2 separate regions of the Pan troglodytes genome follow, and region 1 is linked to region 2. A link is a contact called in public capture Hi-C data. All regions are on one chromosome and are shown on one strand. Each heading gives the region's core, a stretch centred on a gene start, on an enhancer-like site or on the middle of the called end of the contact. The rest is flanking DNA. Distances are from core to core; before and after follow the strand shown.

Region 1 (4,707 bases), core at 1,204-3,703, 310 kb after region 2:
ATAGAAATCTATAGTAATATATATTACTATGTCTATATATCGTATATATTGTTTTACATATACTATATTATGTATGCTATATAATATAATAAAATATATAATATAATAGGCTATAATATATAACATTATATAATATATATCTCAAAGGATGGTTAAGCTTTCAAAAGGCAGGGATAAAATAAGGGGCAATTTAGGAAAATAGGAATATATAGTATATTATGTATAAACAATATATACTATATATTATAGTATATAATATATACTATATATAAATGTATATGATAATATCTATATTACTATATATTTCTATGTATATAGTACTATATGTATAGTAATCATCATTCCCCATGTTATGAGTGGCAGGCTTCAAATTAGCAGTGGTACAATAAATGATCATAAAAGGCTCTTGCATTTTTTATTTTCTTCCATTCTTAAAAAGGCTCCAAAGAACAAAACATTTGGCATGTGTAAACACACAGTGACTTGCCTTATGAGGTCTAATGTCTGTGGAGTTCTCTGATTACCATCAAGAAAAGCAGAAGGAAAAACATTGGTTCAGGATCATTTCTACTTATCCTTTTCTTTCCAGGTAAAAGAAATCTTTACCTGGGTCTAGACCAGCAAAAGCTCTTTGAAGCAGCAGATACACATCACTGGGTACGGCTGGTTCTCAAACATGCACTTGATTTTATTCACAAGTCTTACAAATCATCGCATGTCCAAAGAAACACCTAGGTGAACTAAAGTTCTGATTTTATACACTCACTGCCACCTGTCACTCACAGCCTGCCAGTCTCTGTGCCAATGTCAGAAGCTGGAAATATATTATGATGGTTAAGATCAGCGCTCCTTATCAGTCATTTTCTAGTGGATTGTAAGTTGCTCATGTGGCAAAGTTAACCTCTTAGGAAGAAGGGGTAGATGGAGAACAATAGAAGAGGTGGAACTAAGTCCTGGGGTACTCCAGCATCAAGAGATTGAGGAGAGGGAACTGGGATCAGTTGGATGTCAGGAAAGCAAAGCAAGAGTGTCATCATGGGAACCAAGAGAAGAGAGAGTGATCAGCTCTATGAAATGAGACTCCTATTTTTACATCCCCCATTTCCCCATTTATCTTTCTCAGCTGCAAACATGGATGATTTTCTTCTATGCCGTGAGGTCACTGAACGTATCAGTAGAAATTCCTAGCTCTCAGAACCATTTGGGACTTTTGCAACCTATACAAAACTTCAGTATCCTCCTTTTCTTCCTATTTTGTATTTTCTCTTTTGAATTTAATCCTCATGCGATTAGAGTACGCTAAACGGGACCGAGCTTAGATTAGCAGAAGAATTTTACTAAAGGTTCAAGTATGCTTTTGGCAATGAAATTCCATCCAGTATGTATTTACTAAATGCTTACTAAGTATAAGATGCTATTCTCAATGCTGTAGAAAAAAAAATCAAAATTCTATATTCACTGAAGTCAACATCTCAAATGTTTGCAATGTAGGAATGAAATTACCTTAAAAGAGATAATGCATAATTTGCTGTGGAAGTACAAAGGAGGAAGAGATCACATTCAGCGGGAGGGATTATGAAAAACCTGGAGGAGGATTTAGCGTGTGGGTGGACCTCAAAGGGTGGTTAAACTTTCAAAAGGCAGGGATAAAATAAGGGGCAATTTAGGAAAATAGGAACAACATGAGCAAAGGCACAGAGGTGGGAAAGTATAGCTTGTTTTTGGAGAAATGGTCATAGTTAAATTTAGCTGAAGCATAAAGATATGTATGTAAAAAAGAAGTGAGTAAGACTGAAGAAGTGATGGTATATGTCAGAGAGTCCTGGGTAGGGAGGCAGTGAGGCAGGGAGGTGGGGAGACCACATGCAAAGAGCATGTGCTTCCCAGCCAGAGATGGGTTAGAAACCAAGGATCTCCCCAAAATATTAGCTCTGCAATAGGATTGTCAAATCATGTCTCCAATCTATAATTTTTCTAATACAAAAGACACGTGTATGCTTACCTTAAAAAAATACCACGGTCAAACCAAACCAAACTATGATGTTCATAATGATGGCTGTGAGACTTTTTTGTTAAAGCTTTTTGTTAACAAAAAGTTAAATTGTGTTCAGTGTATCTTGTCTAAGAAGTCAGGAAAGTGAATAGGAGGCTGGGGCTGGGTAAGGGCACCTAGGAGTCACTGAGGATAGCTTTCCTGAGAGAGGTTGGTGTAGGTTGTACAGGAAAGAGGGCTGTAATAAGACCTTTTGTATTTTGAAGGTTTAAAATCCAACTATACACCCCATTCTGAGGGAGGGAAGAGAGAAAAGGATTCTGGATCTGAGAAGTGGTGAATGTTGGAAGAGTCCTGAACATCATCCCTCGGGGCTGGGCAGCATTTGGGGAAGCTGGCGTATGCGGCACGAGAGTGCAAGGAAGGAAGAGCTGCAACCACGTGGCTGAGCTCAGCCCTGGGAGATGGGGCCGTCCTTCCTCTGGGAGCCACGGAAATTTCTACCTGGGTCTAGGCGGGCAGAGGCTCTGCAGCAGCGGACACGTATCACTGGGTAGAGCCAGTCTTCAACAGTGCCACCGTGTGGCAGAGAGGAGCAGTGACAGTTATAACTCCGTAGAATTACATGCGGGTTCTCCCAGCCCAGCCTTGAAAACTAAGCAGCTCTCTCTTCCTGGAGTGTGAGGGCTTCAGCATCCAGGGACAAAGCCCAGTGTGTATATGGAGAAGGCTTAAAGAAGCCGATACCGTGCCTCTTGATAATAGGGAATATGAAAACTTGATAAATTAATTGAAAAGTAAAGAGAAGTGGCGAATTCAAATTTGTACGGCAGTTCTAAGTGATAATTAGAATAAAATCATTAGACCAAAAGGAAAAATATATCTAGTTCTAAAGCGTTAGCTTTTATCTTGTTAGAAAACTCAGCTGTCTAGAAACTCACATTCCTAAGCGTCTGGATTGAGATTTTCTTTTGGTTTTCATTCATCAGGGAATGAAGTGAAAGGATTGAATTTTCACTTTACACTTAACTCAGGCTTGATAAGAGTCTGGAGGAGACAGTCTCTAATAATCCTATAATCCTAGATGTCCTGTCTATACCTTTTAACATCTCTGCATTTACTCCTTGAGTTTCTTGTGGTTGAGGAAGGATTTTGAAAGGGAGATGATGAGAAAAACATCACTCATATTAGTTACTGACTGAATTACATCCATTTCTGGTCAGTCGTCATTAGGTAAGGCTCTAAATTTCAATCAGGATCTTGGCTAATTGTACTTTGGATTTGATAAGGAGTCATTGAAAAGTGAGCAATGAATAAGATTAAAGCTAGGCATTTCTTCTTTTTAACCTAATGTATCATTCATTATTGGTTTAGTGCTCATCAGGTTTTGGTAAATAAATACAAATCTTAGATTTGGAAAGTTCTACAGTGGTCATTTAGTTCAACCTTTTATTCCCAGGCAGGAGACCTTTTCTGCAAAATACCTGACTTTTTGTGACAGAAGATCAATCAATTCAGGATCTGCTAAAACACACCTAGGGATGTAAAACTCACCACTTTGTGAAGCAGAACATTCACCTAATATTCAGAGTGTAGCCTGGGAGTAGCAACGGGGCATCCCTGGAGATTTAGTAGGAAATGCTTGATCTGAGTCCCTATCCCAGACTTGCTGAATCTGAATCTTCACTTGACAGGATTCCTGGGTACTGGGTACTCATATATACGTAATGTTTGAAAAGCACTGGCTAATTCTATCGTTAGATGGTTTCAAAAGTTAAATGGTTTCAAACTGACATCTTACTAAAAGCTAATGTTCTGGTGTGGTCTATGAACCCATCCCCACAGCCTCGGCTGTTAGCCCAGCTTCTGGCCATTCCTGCAGTTATAAAGCTTTGGCCACCACTGCCATTGTGGCCACCTCATCTCCTTACACTCAGTAGTTTCTGACTTTCCTGGGTGTGACGGCTGGGCTTTGGCACAGCCTTGGTCACATTCTCTGTGGTAGGAGCTGTGGCAACTCCAGGGCTTGGGCCAGATCAGATCCTGCTGCACCACTGAGGCTCTGGTTCTCTCAGTGCCCCTTGAAGGGGTAGGAGAAGGTTACTAAGAAGTGTAGGGGTATTTCACTTTGGGAGGCTGAGGAGGGCGGATCGCTTGAGATAGGGAGCTTGAGACCAGCCTGGCCAGCATGGTGAAACCCTATCTTTACTAAAAATTCAAAAATTAGCTGGGCATGGTGGCACATACCTGGAGTCCCAGCTACTGGGGAGGCTGAGACAGGAGAATCCCTTGAGCCCAGGAGGCAGAGGTTGCAGTGAGCTGAGATCATACCACTGCACTCCAGCCTGGGTGACAGAGTGAGACTCTGTCTCAAAACAAAACAAAACAAAACAAAAAGAAATGTAGGGATATTTGTGCCATGTGGAGAGTGAAGAGTCAGGAAGTATCCGGGAAATAAATGACTAGCTCCTCTTCTTCCTGCTGACTGCTGCATAGTGCAGTGCCTGCCCTGCTTCTGCAGAGACGTGTGACCAGTGGTGTTTCTTGGGAAGCTGTGTACAGCCTGATAACATACTATTTTTTTCTTGCTCTCCCTCCTTCCTTGCCACGCATGTCTTTTTTTTTTTTTTACCTTTTGCCCCCAGATAAAGCAGTAATGCCTAAGCTTTGCCTTAGAGTCTGTTTTCTAAGGAAACTTGACTAAGACATCTGCC
Region 2 (5,194 bases), core at 740-3,239:
TCATACACATTAACAGACACTAGTAACCCCTCCTCTTCCCCCCGAGATGACCTAAGGGAGGGGAAACCAAAATAAACACAAGCTGTCCACGCCTCACCTCTCCCGAGTGAAAGCAGGTAACTGCTAGGCATAAATTTTCCCACTGGTCAAGCCAGAGACCCCTTTGCCTTTGGTGGCTGCATTAGTTTCTATCCTGATGGGTCCTGTTTCAAGGGCTGATCTGTGTTTAGATAGTATCAACATTTAGCATGAGGGCCCTCCCACACCCCTTTCCCTTTGGGTTTGGGAGGCACAAAATCTTCTCCTCCATTCCTTCCCTGTCCCTGTGTTGAGGATCCTCAATCACCAGTATCAATTCTCCAATCCCTCTACAGTGCTCATTATGTGACTGAATAGGGCAGGGTCAGTAGAAAAAAAATTTATGAAAATGATTACAAATAATAGTAATTTAGATTTATATGTGCTACATACTGTGCTAATAGCTTTGAACTCATTCAATTCTCTGAACACTCTAGTAGGTAGGTACTATTCTCATATAGAACAGTGCTCTATTCTACTGATGAGAAAACTGAGGCTTAGAGAAATTAAGCATTTGCCCAAGGTCACCAAGATGGTAAATGACAGAGCTATATTCAAACACAAGATGTTAACTACTATTCCATATTGCTTTCCCAATTGCCTCGCAAACTTGGCCACAGTATCAGGGAAACAGGGCTACCAGGGCCAAGAATTCAGGCCATCTGGTTAGGTTATCCAATCCAGTGTTTGTACAGCCCCCTCTGGGAGGGATGCCTACGTGGACGACATCCAGGTATTGTCTATGCCACCTTAGGAAGAGCAATTTTACAATCTTCCTTGGTAACCTGGTTCATGGTTTAATCATTAACCTAAACTCTTGTTTTAGCAGAATTTTATCAGTGCACTATTGATTGCTCTATTCTGTGTGGGAAGACATGAAAGAAAAATGCCTGTACTATCACCCTTCCCAGAACTGAAGACTGTTATAAAGTTATTCCCTTTAGCCTCTTCTACCCAACTCAACAACTTAAATGTTTCCCCAGATTTCCACTATCCGTCTCCCACTGAAATCACGGAAGCTGCTGTTGTTGTTAAAGAAGCTGAGGCTGTAACGCCAGCATTTCCATGTCATCATTATCTCTGTGTCACAGAGGCTGGAGAAAGGAGGAAGGAACTAGGGAGACCTTCAATCCAAATTCACTCTCTCTGCCTCTGCACCCACAGCAGCAATCTGAGGCTCTGGCCTCCAGCAGGGCTGTCTGCATTTTCAGATAGATCTGGCCAATTCTCCTTGAAGGAACTCGAAATGGGCCCCACAGGCAAGAGTGCAGTAAGACCCTGTCATGACAGAGAATGAATGAGACGACAAGACAGCGCTGTGCAAAGGGGATGCAGGAAGAGAAGGCAGGAGTCATCCACTCAGAGCTGGATCCCCAGCTGGACCTGAGCGTGAGCCTCCAGAAGAGGTCACCGCAACTCAGCTGGGAATATTTTTCTCATTGCTTTTTAGGTTATCCATCCTTGTTTCCTCAGCAGAAGTGGTGTTTCTGTTAAAGCCAGTTATTTTCTTCCCCGAAAGGTCACCTGAAAAGTGTATTTGAAGGGCCAGATCATAAGCCTGACATGCCAACACAAGTCATCAGCAGATGTTGTTTCTGGAAGGCTAAATTCAAACCACTAACCAGAAAAAAAACTGCCCTTTGATCTGAAGCACAACAACAGTAATAAATCCTCTTTATCACGTGACCAACAGGGCCTCTCTTTCCTTTGGTTTGTGACTGCCTTAGATAGCTGGCTGCCAATAAAAACTGCCCCTTTCCCTTCTAAAAGGCACAGTTCTCAGCGAGTATGAGAATGTGCAGAGTGCGCACTCAGTCACGCAGGAAATGCCCTTCTCTGGATTCAGGGGCAGCAGGGAGTATTGCTGACAGCTCAGCGCTGGTCCGGTCAAGCTCAGAGCCCCAGAATTGAGGCCCTGAAATAACAATCGACCCCTCTCCAAGGGAAAACTAGCCCCGAGGTGCGTAGTTCCCTGGGACTGGGGCTTGCTTTGTGTCTGGTGAAGAGATAAGGACACACTGCTAGACTCAGGATGAGAAAGGGACAGGATGGAAAAGCAAGCACGAGCAGCCTCACGTCCTCCATGTGTTGGCTAAGTGGGGCAGGGATATTCGAAGACCTGATCTCTTCTCCCCAACCCCCTGTTCTGTGCCTCGATACTTGAGCCCTAAACTTCTGAGCAGGAACTAAAGATCCAAGGTCAGAAGGTCAGAGATACGGATGAGGACATTAGAAAAGAGCCAAAGAAACCAGGCACAAGAAGAAATTTTCCACGACTCAGGTGTTTAGTAAGTAGCAGATGGGAATTACATAAAGGGGAAATAGAAAGCTTAATTTTATATCTCTCATCACAGGAAAATACTGAAATAAAGTTTCTTGGCACTGTAGCTCCCCAACACCCCAGAGCTGAGAAGCCTGCCCCTCTCTTGGCCCACCTTGTGCGCAGTTTCTGCAAACTGCTGGGCGCTGTTCTTCAGGTCTTCTGTCTTCTCCTCCGCTCGGCCTAATCGCTCTCCACGCTCATTCAAGGCCTGGCTTGCCTTCTGCACTGCGCTGGTCACGCTGTCAGCAGCTGAATGGAGGATGCTGTTTCCTGAAAGGAGGAGAGCAGGTGCATCAGAAACTGGCTCAGCTGACCCACAGTGACCAGACTCCGGCAGGGTGAGTACCCTGTAAGAGGAAGGCAGGTCACACTGCAGAAAGGCCGCTCGTCTAGTGACTAGGAAACAAGCCGACATTTCTTTTGATTGGGTTTGACTGACGCACTTGCAGCAAGAACACCCACTGACTGCAGGACCTAGGAAAATCCTAAATGCTTCTCTATAAACTCATCACTGACACGCCAGTCATTTCCATTCTGCCAGTATTCTATCTGTGGAGGCTCAAAAGGATGGGGCCTGTCTGGATTTACAACTTGGCTTGCAAAGATAAATGAAAACATTGATAAGTTCACAGAATTAGGCAAGTTCAATGAGACATATCTGGATCTTATGTTATTTCCTTTTGACCTGTGGTTTCGGTGAATAACCATAGGAAAACTGGGACCACAGAACTTTTCTAGATAGAATGCTCTATATTCCTTCCAACGCTTCTTCTTCATTTTACCCCTTCATCCAGCAAGTAAAGAACACCCCAAAATGTACAGCTTCATGTAAGAGCTATGATCCAGTCTCAAAGCTCAGAGTAGATGTGTCTGCTCCCAACCTTGGATTCTGTACCATGGCTCGGATGGTTGGGACTCCTTACCTCTGATCTCTAGTATGTGAAATACGGAGCCTCAGGACCATACTTAACCAGCAGGTACAAAACAGTGATAGAAACCAGCCCTAGAAGAAACTTGGTACTCCCAAACTCAGGAGTGGTGATACCAAGAAGGTTGAAAGCCATTGCATCTCAGAGGGTCATGCATTCCTGACATCCCATTTGCCGGGACTGGGCAGCAAAATTCAATAGTGAAGAACTTGCCGATGCATAAATCACTGAGAAATAGCAACTTGCAAAATGACAACCAAAGGAAATTTATAGCTGTATTTTGTTAACATTGAGTGTGAGATATTTAATGGCATTTTATATAATGACTTTATGTCTTTGAATAAGTTTATTACATCATTTAACTTTGTACCTGGGATGGATACATCTAGCCACAGACAGCTTTTAATAGAAACGCAATTTCCACTGGTCTCAGCTGCAAAGGGTTCTTAATTTCTCCTCTGTGGGCACAGTCTGTGGTTTGTGGAAAAGGATCTCAGGCAAAGAAAGTGCCTGGACTGGAGGAAGCACTTAGTAAATGTTTTTCCATTTTTCTTCTTTAATGGTGGATTTCAAGGGATTCAATTATGCACTAAGGGGAGGAGAATGGGGTTAACTCAGTGTTACTCAGTTGCATCAAGCACTACATGAACCAAGATAAATCAGCACAGATAAACAGGGAGCAGAGGAAATGCAGTTCTAGGCAAATCTGGTTGAATGCAAGGTTGGAATGAAAGGTCTGGGTCTTCAGAACAGATTTAGGAGGAGAAATCTTGGTCCCCTTTGCTTTCATATCATACTCATAACTATGATAATAACCTATCCATGCTGCTCAACACTTGAATAGCACTTTGCAATCATAAAGCACCTTCACGAATATTATCTCACTTGATTGTCACAATTCTGCTGATAGGATTGACACTAGCAGAGGTTAAGAGGCTTGCACAATACCGTATCACTAGGGAAGTGACATGGATAGCACTTGAGCCTGGTTTCCCAGTGACTTTTCCTTATTCTCTACCTTGTTCTTTGCAGATATGGTGTTGGTTCAGAGAAGCAATCACTAAGACAGAATTGTGGGCAGACTAGCATACAGATAGGTTTTGACAGGTTATTTCCCAAGGTAACGCCTGACCGTTTCTGTCCTCAAGGTACTCCTCTTGGTAAATTAAGAGTTATTACCCATGCCACATGGAAAGTCAAGTTTTCTCAAAAAAGGAAGAGGCCAATGGGGTGGAACAGGAAGATGGGGAAGGGCGCAGAGGAGTTGGGAGAGGGCACAAGAAAATCTCCTTTTCCTGCCTCCTTCCATATATTCACAGCTGAGCCACCAGAGGACTGGGAAAAGATAGGGCAGGGAAGCTGCAACTTCACCACTAGGAATAGCTTCCTTAAATCAAAAGGATTTTAGAATTAGCTGCTATAAAATTAAGAGGGTGTATAACCAAGACTTGCCTTTTCCCACTGGAATTAACCTGCATGATCTTCACTCGTGTTTCTGGAATGAACCCACTACACATAAGCCTTGCTGCTTTGTTGCTTGAAATTAATCTTGCACGTGATGTCAGGTAACATCACACTCAGTTTTATATGATACTGTTTAACAGGAGACATTATAACTCATAGAGAACCAGATGCTGTCTTCACTGTTGAAAGATGACATTGCTGACTACTACCAATAGGAAATTCACCTTCAGTTATTTTCAGGCATCAGGATGAATTCGAACAAATTTCATTTCCTTGGTTGAAATAACCTCTTCCAGTTTCAATTCTACCCACATTTTAGGCACAGTGAAGTCCCATCACCTTTATTAAGCTTCAGGTCAATTCCAATCTCTCCCTCCACTCAACTCCCTAAATAATATCT

Evidence for each region. Capture Hi-C pulls out chosen DNA fragments and counts their contacts.
Region 1: a contact with region 2 is called in a capture Hi-C map of stem cell-derived neural stem cells, with 2.7 times the contacts expected there. The contact joins two enhancer-like sites. A contact is called at or near these places in 1 of 7 Hi-C or Micro-C datasets (stem cell-derived neural progenitor cells) and 1 of 1 other capture datasets (stem cell-derived neural stem cells).

What each region holds. Positions count from the first base shown.
Region 1 is chr15:23,417,313-23,422,019 of NHGRI_mPanTro3-v2.0_pri, forward strand. All of the region lies in intron 1 of LOC129136963 (a long non-coding RNA gene), which reads right to left. Among named protein-coding and RNA genes, the nearest start is that of STXBP6, 82 kb to the left of the region's middle. Within about 2 kb of position 2,454, at least 5 of the 24 cell types and tissues checked have an H3K27ac peak or open chromatin away from gene starts, as enhancers often do. A contact at or near this core is called in stem cell-derived neural stem cells, where this site is marked.
Region 2 is chr15:23,103,197-23,108,390 of NHGRI_mPanTro3-v2.0_pri, forward strand. STXBP6 (syntaxin binding protein 6) reads right to left here. Exons shown (of 6, transcript XM_009427607.5): 5 at 2,514-2,671. Among named protein-coding and RNA genes, the nearest start is that of GZMB, 150 kb to the left of the region's middle. Within about 2 kb of position 1,990, at least 7 of the 24 cell types and tissues checked have an H3K27ac peak or open chromatin away from gene starts, as enhancers often do. A contact at or near this core is called in stem cell-derived neural stem cells, where this site is marked.